Regions from separate parts of the Mus musculus genome. Here region 2 is linked to region 1. A link is a contact called in public HiChIP or PLAC-seq data. All regions are on one chromosome and are shown on one strand. The core of a region is the stretch at or near the end of the contact, and the rest is flanking DNA. Distances in the headings are between cores, read along the strand shown. Region 1 overlaps Psen2 (presenilin 2). Region 2 holds the start of 2900024J01Rik (a long non-coding RNA gene).

Region 1 (6,699 bases), core at 2,329-4,828:
TGGGAGGGACCTGGCGAATCTTCTGGATTTTTGTACCATCTGACCAGCCTTTGTCTCTCCCTGCCACTCTTCATGCTATATGATGACGGTGGCGATGACGGCGGCCCTTTGTTCCTGGACACTTAGAAGAAGACTCCTACGACAGTTTTGGAGAACCCTCATACCCTGAAGCCTTCGAAGCCCCCCTGCCTGGCTACCCAGGGGAGGAGCTGGAGGAGGAGGAGGAAAGTAAGGTGCCCGCGTTCAGATGGCCTGCTTCACAAGTTTATTTAAAAATACCTTTAGTCAGATGCTATGCCAAACTGCACCGCAGCCTGCAGTCCCAGTGGTCTCTCCTAACCAAGTGACTCCCTGAGGTACCAGGCTTCTGCCTAGGCTGCCAGTCACTCAGTCCGTGGTCCCATCCCCACACCCCGATGCCCCCAGACTTTTTCTAGGAAGTCCATCTTGTCGCTAGTCTGCAATACTGCATACTGCAGCTGAGGGAATCTCTCATCACGACACTCTTGCTGGGTCGCTTGGCTCAAGTCCTGGCCCCTCACTTCCTTTTTTTTTTTCTTTTTTTTTTTTTTTTTTCTTTCTTTTGCCTGCTTCCTGCCGAGGTTTCCTATCAGTTGGATTGGACAGGGACCACTTTCTCTTCTCCACACAGGGGGCGTGAAGCTCGGCCTGGGAGACTTCATCTTCTACAGCGTCCTGGTGGGCAAGGCTGCAGCCACTGGCAACGGAGACTGGAACACTACGCTGGCCTGTTTTATCGCCATCCTCATTGTGAGTGGGCTGTGTGGTGGGTGTGGGCACTCGTGGGTCATTTATTGTTGCTGTCTCCCCTCTTAGGGCAAAGGCATCGAGGGGAGGGGTGTCCAAGGTGTGCTCCCTCCTGAGAGAGAGCACCCGGGATGGAGTGGGAGGCTTGGATCTCACTCACCATATGTATCTTATGCCAGGACCTGGATGAGAGCTTTAGGCCCTTGTCCCTTGGTTCCTCCGATCGTGGATTGTCTGAGATTTATGGGTGATGAAATAGCCAAAGGCTTTTACCCATGGAAGCAGGGAGGAGCGGAAAGGTCTCCCCTCCCATTCCACAGCTGCATATTCTCAGTGCCATCAGGACCCCAAGGGATGCTGAAACCTGGGTCTTCCAACCCCAGCAGTAGTCTGGAGGCTCTGATGGTTGGCACTCAAGCTGGGAGACATACCCTGCAATGTCATCTTAGAGGATGCTTCTTTTAGATGTCAGAAGAGTCCCTGAGAAGGCTGCAGCACCTTGTGCTGCCCTTAGGTGGGAGCCTGGTGCTTTGTCCAGTGACCAGAAGAGCTTGTCTCTGTCCACATGTGTGTCAGGGATGGGATAACAGACCTGGGGTTCCTCCCCTTCCATGCTGTCTGACTTGGGACCCGTTGTTCCAAGGGCAGGGCAGGCACTTTGGTGATTTGCCCTCACCCTAGACACCAAGGGTAGAGGTAGAAACGGCCACCACCATGCTTGCTTCCAAAGGGACGGCTTACACAACACCTATGATTTCATTGGTGACTGCTGCTGAGAATCTCAGAGGGTTTCATTTCAGCTCATCTGGGTCTCTTGTAAATGCAAACAAAATAAAACAACAAAACTCCAGTCCCTGGAGAGAGGCTCCCACCATCTATTTGCCCACTGTCCCTAGATGGGGAAGCCCTATGGCCTGTCCAGGGCTCTGTCCACCTAGTAACCAATATGCAGGTGTCCTGACTGGGGTGGGGGGGAGCCCTGCCCCGTGCATCTTGAGGGGCAATTGCATATCTCTAAGAGACAGCACATGTCTGTGGCCGTTCGGGCTAGTCTCAGGATTACACCACCCACAAGGTCATGTCACCGAGTTCCCTCACCTTGATGTCCTTCCTGCAGGGCTTGTGTCTCACCCTCCTGCTGCTTGCTGTGTTCAAGAAGGCTCTGCCCGCCCTCCCCATCTCCATCACCTTTGGACTCATCTTCTACTTCTCCACAGACAACCTGGTGCGCCCTTTCATGGACACTCTGGCCTCCCACCAGCTCTACATCTGACAGGAGCCAGGCGGAGGCTCCGAGAGCTATGGGGGCGTCACTGGATGCAGGTGTATAGTTTTACACTCTAGTGCCATATATTTTTTAAAGAAATTTTCTTTCCTTACAAAAGAAGAAGAAGAAAAAAAAAAAAAGAATAAAAACGTGTCGTGTTTACTTCGTGATGAGGAAGCAGAAGCCACCCTTCGGTGCTACCTGTCTTGTCACCAGACTGCAGCTTGCCTGTCGGAGCATCTGTGGCGCCGGTGGGATGCTTGGATGCTCAGCAAGCAAGCGTCTCTTCAGGGATGAGGTCGTGTGTGGAGCAGGTTGGGGAGGATGCAGGCCCCTGTCCACGTCTGTAAGTCTCCAGGGATGATCAGAAGGAACAGGTGCATTGTGGGAACCAGGAGGCGCCATCACCCTGACCAGAGGTGGAAAGCCCGTGTGCAGTCATGAATGTCCCCAGTGCTGTGTTTGTGATGTCTGTTACTTTAGAACCTTAGAAGCCAAGTCCTGTTCTTATTTCTGCAGTGACTGCTGGGAAGTGGCTTAATAATGATACCAATAAACAGATGCTCCTGCTGGAATGCTGGTGTTTGGCCCCTTTGTTCTCCGCTGTGTAGTGAGAGGGGCTAGGGGCGGGGCTTAACCCATTGTCTTAGGGTTTCTGTTCCTGCACAAATATCTTGACCTGACCAAGCTTAACTGCCTGGCCTCTCTGCACTGGGTTCTTTAACTAAAAAGTTCCATAACAGGGCATTGGGAGGTATTGGGACAAAACCTGCTGGAACCACATAGATCCCTGGCTATGGCTTTGGTAGGTTGTATGTGGGGTCAGAAATACTGCAAGGAAGTTGCTAAAAAGCTGAGTGGTTGCTTTGACAGATGTCCGTCCTTAGTAGAAGCCAGAAAGCCAAAGGGCTAGGGGGCCACCTGGGTTCAGAGTTGCTTCCGGTTCCTGCCTGCGATGAAAGGCAGGCAAGCTTCTCTCTGCCTCAGCCTGGCACAGGTTGCTGAGTCTCTGAAGTGCCTCTGGGTGGGGACGTGAGACCACAGAAGCTACTGCCCTGCTGGGGCTGCAGAGAAAACCCAGGTGTGTGTGCTAGCCCCAACCCTGTGCTCCAAAAGTAACTGCTGGGTACTGAGCAAGGGTGGCGCTTCTTCCCCCGTAGCACTACCTGAGACACAGCAGAGACCCAAGAAGACCAGCAGGGCAGGGACACATGCTGCTGATATCAGACACCATGTTGGAAGTTGGTAACTGATACAGAGCAGAGCCTGGGAGACCAGAGAGCAGCTGAGGATGCCGGGATAATTCCTCGCCATTAAAGCACCGGTGGCGGCGGCGGAGAAAACAGAAAAGCCCATTACAACTGTCAATTATGGAAATGTTTATCTTCCACAGAGTAGTTCTAGGGTGAAGGTTGGGTAAATGTTTTGATCTTAGCAGCTCGAGGAGATGTTTATGAAAAGGCTAGCCAGGATAGAGGCCACACTCAGCGCCGAAAGTGGAAATAGAGGTGTGCCCCGCCCCACCGTGTAAACGAGCTGACGCGGGGGCGGGGCGTGGGGAGCAAGGTGAGCCGTGGTTGGTCCCTGAAGGACCCGCGGTTCCTGGCTAAGACAGTGTTAGGACTGGGAAAACACAAGTCTCTGAGGGAAGTGAAGTGGAAGTGTCACGAGGAAGAAAAGAAAGATCCTAGAGTAGATTCGACCTGAACTCTTCACAGCAGAAGGACCCAGCACACGAGTGGAAAAGACAAAACAAGAGCAACAACAACCCAAAACAAAACAAAACAACATCAAAACCCAGTAAACCAAAAACCAAAAACCCCAGGAGTTCAAGAGAGATCCAAACGTCCTGGAAAGGACACTGAGCAGATCTGCAAACCTCATCCCCGCCCTGTGGAGCCAGTCAGCTAATAACTTCCTTATTGGTCTCAGAAATAAGTGATTAAAAAAAAAAGATATCAATCCTATTGCCTTTGTACCCATTCTTAGGACAATCTGTTCCTTTAAAAAATTCTTTGATAATTTCATGTATAATATACCTTGATTATATTCTCCCCCGTTCTCTCCCCGCCCTCCCGACCCCCTTCCGAAAGGACCCTTCTTCTCACCAAGTCCTCTTCCTTTACTCTCGTGTCTTGTCTTGCTCTTTGTGTCCCATTACTGTTCAGGGCTACCTGCACAAGTGTGGGAGGGGTTATCTATCTGAGCAAGGACAAGTTACTGGTCGCTCCAGGACCAAGGGATGTGACTCGTCCCCCAGGGACTGTGAGCTGTCTGTAACTCCTCAGGGGAGGGTGGGCCACTGCAGAGCCCTCCCTCATCCATGATGACTGTTGATAGGCGTGAAGTCAATTTGTACTCCAGCTGGTTTTATTTTAGACGTTGGCATGGTTGTTTTTTTGTTGTTGTTGTTGTTGTTTTTTGCTTTATAGAAATGATATCATTCTGCAGTGTGTGTGTGTGTGTGTGTGTGTGTGTGTGTGTGTGTGTCATGGCACAAACCTGTAGTGACAGTTCTGAAATTTTGCTTTCTTTTAAAAATAGAGAATCACTGTATCGTTTTAATCCCAGGTGTAGGGTGTGGGGCTGCTTCCGACTGTCCACAGCAGCTGACTCTGAGGCTCCTCCTGCTCTTGCAGTTTCTACAATTGTGTGGTGTTTAGAATTCTGGGAACTTTTCAGAGGGTATTAATGCTAGGGCCCAGAGAGGCGGGGTTGGACTCAGGGGATTTGGATAGGGTTTGTTAGTAGTCGGGGAGCGGGGTTGGAGATGGATAAAAAAATGGGAAAAAGAAGACCCCCACAAAGTAGCAAAGAGCAGCTACACACATCTGGAAGCTGGAGGCAGTATGCAGGGGTCTGTTCCTCCCTTCCACTGGATCAGCCCCAGGGACTCAACGCAGATGGTCAGGCTTTGTGGCAAATGTCTTTACCGACTGTGTCACCTCACTGTCTCTTCCTGTGTTTTCTTGTCCATCTTGAAACCTGTCTGTAAACGTGGTGCAAACACCCTCCCCTCCCCGGGGTGGGGGTGCTTTGCTGTGCCAAATTAGTTTGAGACTGTGTGATGCTTCATGTATCTTTTGCCTTGGAATCTTATGAAATCTTTCTACACCGTCAAGGCTTTTCTAAAAGCTAATGTTTTTATTTTGACGATAAGATTTTTAATTCTTCTTTTAATTTAGGAGGGAGGTGACTGGGGTTTTCTGTTGTTTTCTCTCTCCAGTTGTCCAGTGTATTGTCGAACTCTCCTAACATATACCAAGTTTCCATAAGCAGTAGTGGACATCTGGATTCTCTGCTGTGTTGCATGACATTGGCTCTTCCAGGCCTGCAGGTGAATGGAGCCGCGGGGTGGGGGGAGAGAAGACCCAGTTCTGAGAGCGCCTGGCCCCAGGAGCTCGAGGCAGAGGGAGGTCAGTCTAGCACTGTACCCAGTCACCCCAAAAGAGGCAAAGCCTTTCAGTTGCACAGCATGGAACGTGTGGAAGCAACACACGTGCCCACCGTATGAGACCCGGAGACCCACACAGTGATAACATGACTCGAGGCTCCGTCCTCTCTCTCCTCTGTGTTCCCCACTCCTCCCCATGGGTGGGAGGATGTTCAGGCTGCAGGACCACTTTAAAAAAAAGTCAGGGGAGAGCCAGGCTGTGGTAGCATATGCCTTTTAATCCCAGCATTTAGGAAGCAGAGGCAGGATGATCTCTGTAAATTCAAGGCTAGCCTGGTCTACTGAGCAAGTTTCAGAGCAACCAGGTCTACAAAGAGAAAACTTGTCTCAAAAGAAATTAAAACAAATCGGGGGGGGGGGGGGAGTGGATGAGGGTATACAGGTGAGCCAAATAGTAATTCAGGGATTTCCAAAGCTCTGGTAGAACTACGCAATCTCCAAATAGCAGCAGCAGGGAGTCTACTCTGTAGAGTAAGACACGGGGCAGGTGCACTGCACACAGCTAAGGAACGAGGACAGCCCCAGACACTGGCTGGTCTCTGCCTGCTGCTATTCAGTTCTGGCTATTGGATCTCACCATCCTAGGCCCACATGGGTTACGGGCAGTGCGCAGGCTAGTGCAGTGGAGGGACTCCAGGAGCAGTGGGCACAGACAGGACCTGGGCTGATCAGAGGAGGCCAGAGTCCTTCATCCACATAAGATATGCCTGGTGTGTTCCTGGCCTGGTGTGTTCCTGGCCACGTGGAGACAGAGCCTGGGTTTTGATTCTCTGAAAGATGTTTCCACTTCCAAATGCACAGAAAGATACAGGAAGGAGAGCTGCTTGGAGCATGTGTGCTATGCTCAGGTTGGAGTACTGTGAGGGGACCCCAGCCAGGGACACCACAGGATGGTTTAACAGCAGGTATTCATGAGTGGAACCAAGGAACACCAGGAGGCTGCAGCTACCTAGAGAGGAGTGGAGGAAGAGAAGGCTTGATTGGCGTGCTTGCTGTCTTTTGCAGGGGACGCTTCCCACCTTGTCATGAAGCAGCAAGAACGCCCTCCCCCAGATGCTGAGAAGATGCAGGCTCTTGGATCTCCTGGCCAAGGAGAAGACTTTGGGCCAGACAGACTTCTCGTCTTCATACATTGCCAGGTCTCAGGTATTCTTTTACAGCAATGCAAAACTGATTAAGTCACTCTTTTTTGGTCAATGAAAACTTTTGT
Region 2 (6,699 bases), core at 2,058-4,557, 550 kb before region 1:
CTTCCAACCAGGTTCTATGGCTGGAAGTCCGCACAGATCAGTGACTACATTTAGTAAGGTTCATTATTCAACCATGTTATAAGGCCACCGAGCAGGGACTGAGCATGGGGAGGAAGGCTCTGCCCTACCTACCCAGGGCCTCAGGGGTCCAGACTCCCAGAAGAGCCAACTTATGAGCAATAACCACTCACTCTGGCATGGTAGACAGGGCACAGAGCCCTTATGCTTTTGACCAAGGTGACAAAGAAATGTTGCAGGTCGCTTCCAGTTGTAGCTGACAGGGCAATACTAGTCCATTAGCCAGAGGTCAGGACTTTGGAAGATGGAAGTGCCTGTGTATTCACTGGGCAAACAATGACTGTTCTGCTTGGTAAGTCTAGAGGCAGGTCAGTTCTTGCCGGGATATGGAAATTGAATGAAGAAGGGTATAGGGGACAATGTGACACCTTCTTAGTTGCCTTTGTCCTCCATCTATTCCTTATCCCCAGAAGACAGCACACGAGATGCCTCTCCATTGCTTCAGTGTCCCCTCACTCCTGGGAAATACATCTTTATCCAGCCCAGACCCAGCACAGCTCCAACTTGGTTCTTCTCCCATATCACCGAGGACCTTGCTGCCTAGGCACCTCTGCTGTATTTTCCTGACTCCTCTTGGAATGCTCCACCCTTCACTGCTCACTGGATTCCCTAATAGCCATCAAAAACAACTAAGCAGGACCAGGAGTGTGGGCAAAGTCACGGTGGCTAAGGAACAAAATGGTAATGCGTGATGTGAGCTGGAGGGCCAGGACACCTGAGCGGTCCGTGCAGACCGGTCAAAGCTCCCAGCGTGAACTTTGCTCGGCCTGATTCCTGGTTCTTCTGGGAGCTTGGTGCATCAAGCAATCATAGATGGGAGGCAATGATAACTTCAAAATGCAGAGAGGCAGTAAGCCTCTGGTCTCTGCACCTTGCTTCAGGGCATCTCTGGAGCCTAGAATGAGGAAGGGCCACTATCAGCTTGGTGTTCCTTTGGTCTTGGACTCTGTTAGGTTTAACAGGAAAGGAAAGATACACAAAGGCCCCTCCTTGGGGATCCCTGGGGCTAATAATGAGTAGTGAGAGAAACATCTCCGGAGTGCCTGGTCTCCTTCCACACCCAGTGACTCCTGTTCCTCGTGGCTTTGTATCTCATTTTACATGAAATCCTGGATTATATTCATGTGCATGTGCGAGTGCACACACACACACACACACACACACACCAGAATTCTTGTGAGCATCTGAGCGCCTGAAATATTCAGGAATCAGGGATAAATCAGAGCCCTTCTGTGGTCCCTGTGCCAGGCCTTGGAAACACATCACCGACCATCCCGGCTTCTTAGGAAGCGCAATCCCAGCACTCAGGAGGCAGAGGCAGGAGGATCTCTGTGAGTTTGAGGCTAGCCTGGTATACAGAGTTCCAGATCAGGTAGGGATACATAAAAAGACCTCCTCGCCTCAAAATAAAACAAAAACAAACAGGAAGGAGAGGAGGAGGAGGAGGAGTAGGAGGAGGAGGAGGACTTGTTGAAGATTTTCGAGTAGCTGACCCAGAGGATTCTATGCCCTCTTTAGCTTCCCTGGGCAGTAGGCATGCATGTAGTGTACAGACACATGAGCAACACACCCATACACTAAAATAAAATAAAATAAAATAAAATAAAATAAAATAAAATGAGTTTCTGACTCCAGGGAGCTGGACTTAGAGGCGACTATAAACCACCCAATGTGAAAGCCATTGAAAAAACAGATGTCTATACCCTAGTTGTTTCAGACAGAATAAAGATTTTCAAATAACTGAGTCAATAACCTGTTTTCAATTTAAATTAGTTAAATTTAAATTTTTTAGTTCCGACTGGGATGACAGCAACTCAGGAGACTGAGGCAGGCTGATCTTTCCATCGAGGCCAGCCTGATCTACAGAGAGTTTCAAGCTAGCTACACCTACGCATACTGTACCGTCACGCACTCCATAAGCAGAGGTGGCTGGCTGGTGGTTCCTTCAGGTGTTTTCCCCTGTCTCGCATCTCGCATGGAGACCTGTCTGACCAGTATCTGTTCCGCCCTACCCTTGGATGTCCAATGTGTGCATCAAACCCAGCATGCCCCAAACTGCCGTTCTGACTCCCACACCACCGGTGGAACCAGCAGGGCCAGTCTTCATCTTTGGGAGTGAGCCTGTGAGGCTGGCTTGCTCTTTCCCAACCACCCAGTCCCAACACTAAACACGTCTACACAGCTCTGTCCTGCTCCATCCTCTTCCTGCCTCTCCTCCCGTGAGCTTCCATGGCCATCTGCCCACATGTATGTTTCAATTCTGTCTTTTTTTTTTTTTTTTCAAGTTTTGGGAAAGAGGATTTTTGTGTTTGCTTTGTAGCGATAATTTGTTTGTTTAAGTCAAGGGCTCAGTACCTGGCTAACTTTACCTATGGGAGATCCTCTTCCCTCTGCCTCCAGAGTGCTGGAATTACAAGCTTCCCACCACATCGGCTTCAATAAATATTTTCAATGAATGATGACTTTCAGGTGGGAAAACACCTCCAACCAATCTAGAACAGGCGCCCTGTCCAGAGTTGTAAAAAAAAAAAAGGGTTTGGGAACTCCAGCCACCGTACGGGGAGTGAGCCTCCTGCGGAGGCACTGGGACCTGACTATCCGCAAGATGCAGGCATGGACTGACCACACAGCGCCCAAGCGGCCGGTGGGACGCTTCCTGATCCGTCCTCTCTTGGCGACTGGGAAAGAGAGAGGTGGCTTTGGCTACAACTGCTTCTGGGCCAGGTAATTCTAGAGAAAGGAATGACGCGCACCTATGGGCACCAGCTGCAGAGTTGTTTGGGTGCTCCTAAGTGACCAAAGGTCCCCGAAGCCCGATCCGGAGGAGGAGCTACGGCCGCTGCATACGGGCGGGGTGGCCCAGGGCGTGCGCGCTCCCGAGGAATGGCAATCGGGCGTCGCGGCTCCAACGCCTAATTTACCAAGGCGAGCCCAGCCCTGCCCTACGGTGTCTGTGACCTGCCCACCGAGTGGGTCCCCAACCAATGAACCTCAGCTCTCGTGAGCCACAGCTCCATGGGTCCCAAATGTCCCTGGCTCCTGTGGGTCCCAGGCTTCCCCGTCGCCTGCCCCGGCAGACAAGGAGGGGTCATTTACCGCGAAGACGAAAATCTTTCCAGGAAGTTTGTACCTATTAATATTGCTGTTCCTGGCAGCAGCTCTCCGCGCGGGGCGGGGGCAGGGCAGACCCTGCAGCTGCTTCTACCGCCTAGTGTCCGCCTCTGGCCCGGGACAAGGAGCGGAGGGCAGCTCTAGGTCCCCACGCCTACGGCGGGGGCAGGACCTGCTCGGATGCTCAAGGCGCCAGAGCCCAGCGGCTTGCCCGCGAGCAGCGCGCGGTGGGACCCGGAAGATCCCGAGGCCAAGGCGCAAACCAAGAGCTGGGACTCGGGAGGGGGAAGGGAGAGGGAAGAGAGGGATCCTTGCATCGGTTACCAGAGGCCGCTAGGCCGCGCCGTTCCCCCAAAAGAAAGCTGGTCCCGGAAGCAGGTATGCTCCTGCAGTGGGAGACCATGAGCCTCGGGGCCCTGGAGAGGTTGGGACCCTGGTTCTGACCTTGCTATGGTTTCACAGCCGCAAGGCGCTGCAGCAGAAATTTGATATTCGAAAGCTTGTGGCCTCCTCGCCACCACCTTGCAAGACTGTCTCCAGTCACAGACACAGACATTAGAGGTCGTAGTGTTGTTTTGTTACTCAGTGCAAGGCCTGGTGTGTACAACAGGATCTCTTAGAAAGAAGCACAGCTGTTTTCCTGCAGTAGCGGCCCCGGAACCACACGACCGGCAGCTCCAGCCCCAGACCACAGCTCGCTGGATTTTCAGAAGTTCCTTGGGCCAGAAGTGCCAGCCAGATCACTCTTTCTCTCAGGTCACATATGGTACATAAATCACTTTGCAAAAGAACCTTAATTTATGACTCTTTTGGGTGTTTATGTAGATAAGCAGTAATTTAGTCATCCCTGAAGTGGTGATCCCTGGACACCTCAAGTGTTAACTGTCCAGAGTATGAATTAAAGTCCCTGTGTCACACCGTCTCTTCCTCAGAATTCTAGAGTCCTCTGCAGGGTGCTCTGGTAATCATCTTCCTCCTCCTCCTCCTCCTCCTCCTCCTCCTCCTCCTCCTCCTCCTCCTCCTCCTCCTCCTCCTTCTTCTTTCCCGAGACAGGGTTTCTCTGTGTAGCCCTGGCTGTCCTGGAATTCACCCTGTAGACCAGGCTGGCCTCGAACTCAGAAATCCGCCTGCCTCTGCCTCCCAACGTGCTGGGATTAAAGGTGTGCACCACCACTGCCCCGCTCTGTTAATCTTCTTGCTCAGGATGACCAGGCCTATTCTGTGCAGGGACTCTGTCCAGCTCTGCGTGGAGGGCAGTGCCCACAAGTCACCAGTATTGAGACACGGAAGGACAGAGGTAAAGTATTTATTTCCTAATGTCCGCCTTCCAGCCTTCAGGGTCTCTTGGAAGCTCAGGGCCCATGTGGTTCTCCCAGATGGCTTGCACTAGCTTGACAGGGGACTGTGCCAGAATCTGGCGTCTTAAGGTAGGGTTCACCAACTAAATAGTTTTCCCTTAGCCCTTCCCCTTGGGGAAGTCGGGGGTGGGGATCCTCAAAGGCAAATCCAAAATGGAGTGTGAGACCCAACAGTGGTGGCCTCTCTTCTGCCTCCTCCGGATGCCTGATGTGGAGATCTCTCCTGGGCATTTCAGCCTCTCCCTGCAGACGCCAGCAGGAGATCCATTCTGGAAGCTTAAGCCCGCAAGCAGGGCTGCCTCTTCAGCTTCCAGCCTTGTCCAAAGCACTTGGCTTCTCGTTTCCTCCATACCCAGAAGGTACCACGAGAGGGAAAAGGTCCTGTGAGACTAATGCTCTGGATTCAGCTTGGGTGGGCCAGGCAACCCATCACCTTCCCTTTGGGCTGCAGAAACCTGTGAGGTTGCCTCGGGCAGATCCCTGGAACAAAGATTGGTAGCATCAGCTGTTTTACTGCAGAGCTAGGCACACAATCCTTGCTAAAAATAAACACAAAGGAAAACCCCAAAGCAGCTAAGCCTATTTTCATACCTTTTTTTTTTTTTTTCTTGTTCACTCTCTTTTGTCTTCTTGCTACTTGGTTGCTGATTTTCTCTTAGGGCCCCATCCTGAGTGTGGTCCTGGCACTATTCCAAGTCCTGGACATGAAGTCACGGACAGAAACAGAGGGGAGAAAGGGGGAGGGATCTAAGGACCATTTCTTTGAGTGTAATTTACATTAAGTGGGATGATGGACCCCCTTCAGAGACAAGGGGGACTGGGACAGGGGAGGACCTTAGGGAGAGGACCTCCCTCCCACTGTACAGCCAGCCCTTCTATGGGGAAAGGGCAGTTTGTCATGCACCAGATGAAGGAAGGGTTAGTGGATGGTGGGGCCCCATCCCAGAGCAGAGAACAAGCCTGTTACTCTGGGCCTCTGGGGCATCACCTCATCACTTCAGGTAGGAAAGGACTCAGATGTCTGTGAGGATATCTAGACTGAAACCAGTGCCCTCTCTTCCTGGGGACTGATCTGTCTCGCGAGCGTTGGATGAGGAGGAGCACTACTGCGGTAGTGCAGATCGTCTCTGCCAGCCTCTCCCCACTTCCTGAGCAGCTGGCGGGATAGGGGTGCACCTCTGGAAGGATGCTCTGTGTTAGGAACCTTGAACCTGGCTAGGAGGCAAGCCAATCCCACCCCTGGCCAGCTGGGGGCTCCTGGTAGCGGTAGCTCCCCTCCTGCAGGGACATGCGTTCACTTTTCTTGTCTGTCTCATTACTGCCGAGCCCACAGTGCCTTGGCACCTACCCCGGGAAGGCAGAAGTGAGGTTCTTCTCCCAGTGGGTGAACAGTTAACCCCAGCAATATCCTAGGTATTCCCAGGTATTCCCAGTATTCTAGGTAATAGCTGGAAGAGCACTGGTTAGCTAGGAGTGAAATGCTCAGCCTGGGCAGGGAGCTGGCGGGCAGAACTGGTCTCTAAGGGTCACAGAGGTCTCAGTTTCCCTCTGTGTCCCCTAATCTTCCTACAGTGGGTTCTTCGGCTGCCTCCCCAGACAGAACACTGCCCCATCAATCATTACCTTTGGGTCCCCCCTCCCCCAACACCAGCTTGTTCTCTCAAGGATTCCTGTGTTATGCTATTATGATTCTCCACTTTCCTTTTATATACTTCAGGATTTATAAAACTTTGGCGTGGGGGGCTAGAAAGATGGCTCAAGGGTTAAGAGCACTGGTTGCTCTTCTAGGAGACCTGGGTGCAATTCACAGCACCAACATGGCAGCTCCCAACTCTTCAGCTCCAGCTCCATGACCTCAGGCGCCCTCTTCTGGCCTCTTCAAGTACTGCATAGAGCTAGTACACAGATGTACATGCAGGCAAAGCTCCCGTACACATACAATAAAACAATTGTTCTTTTTCCTTGTTGTTGTTGTTATTATCTTGTTTTTTAAATTTTGCATGCATGTGCATTTTTTAAAAAGATTTATTTATTTATTTCATGTGTGTGAGTACACTGTTGCTGTCTTCAGACACACCAGAAGAGGGCATCATCGGATCCCATTACAGATGGTTGTGAGCCACCATGTGGTTGCTGGGAATTGAACCTCTGG

What was found. HiChIP or PLAC-seq counts read pairs in DNA pulled down with a chosen protein or histone mark.
Region 2: an H3K4me3 HiChIP or PLAC-seq map of forebrain shows a contact between it and region 1, with 5 times the contacts expected there. The contact joins the promoter of 2900024J01Rik here to the enhancer-like site in region 1. A contact is called at or near these places in 2 of 484 Hi-C or Micro-C datasets (cortical neurons and embryonic stem cells), 9 of 115 datasets of contacts at active chromatin or transcription factors (bone marrow-derived macrophages, embryonic forebrain, embryonic stem cells and 4 more) and 1 of 9 other capture datasets (embryonic stem cells).

Annotation. Positions count from the first base shown.
Region 1 is chr1:180,222,915-180,229,613 of GRCm38.p6, reverse strand. Psen2 (presenilin 2) reads left to right here. Exons shown (of 11, transcript NM_001128605.1): 9 at 127-228; 10 at 653-771; 11 at 1,886-2,610. The coding sequence ends at 2,041. Among named protein-coding and RNA genes, the nearest start is that of Gm37336, 3.9 kb to the right of the region's middle. Within about 2 kb of position 3,578, at least 272 of the 459 cell types and tissues checked have an H3K27ac peak or open chromatin away from gene starts, as enhancers often do. A contact at or near this core is called in bone marrow-derived macrophages, cortical neurons, embryonic stem cells and 2 more, where this site is marked.
Region 2 is chr1:180,774,569-180,781,267 of GRCm38.p6, reverse strand. It overlaps 2900024J01Rik (a long non-coding RNA gene), which reads right to left and starts at 3,307. Exons shown (of 3, transcript XR_373751.4): 1 at 3,209-3,307.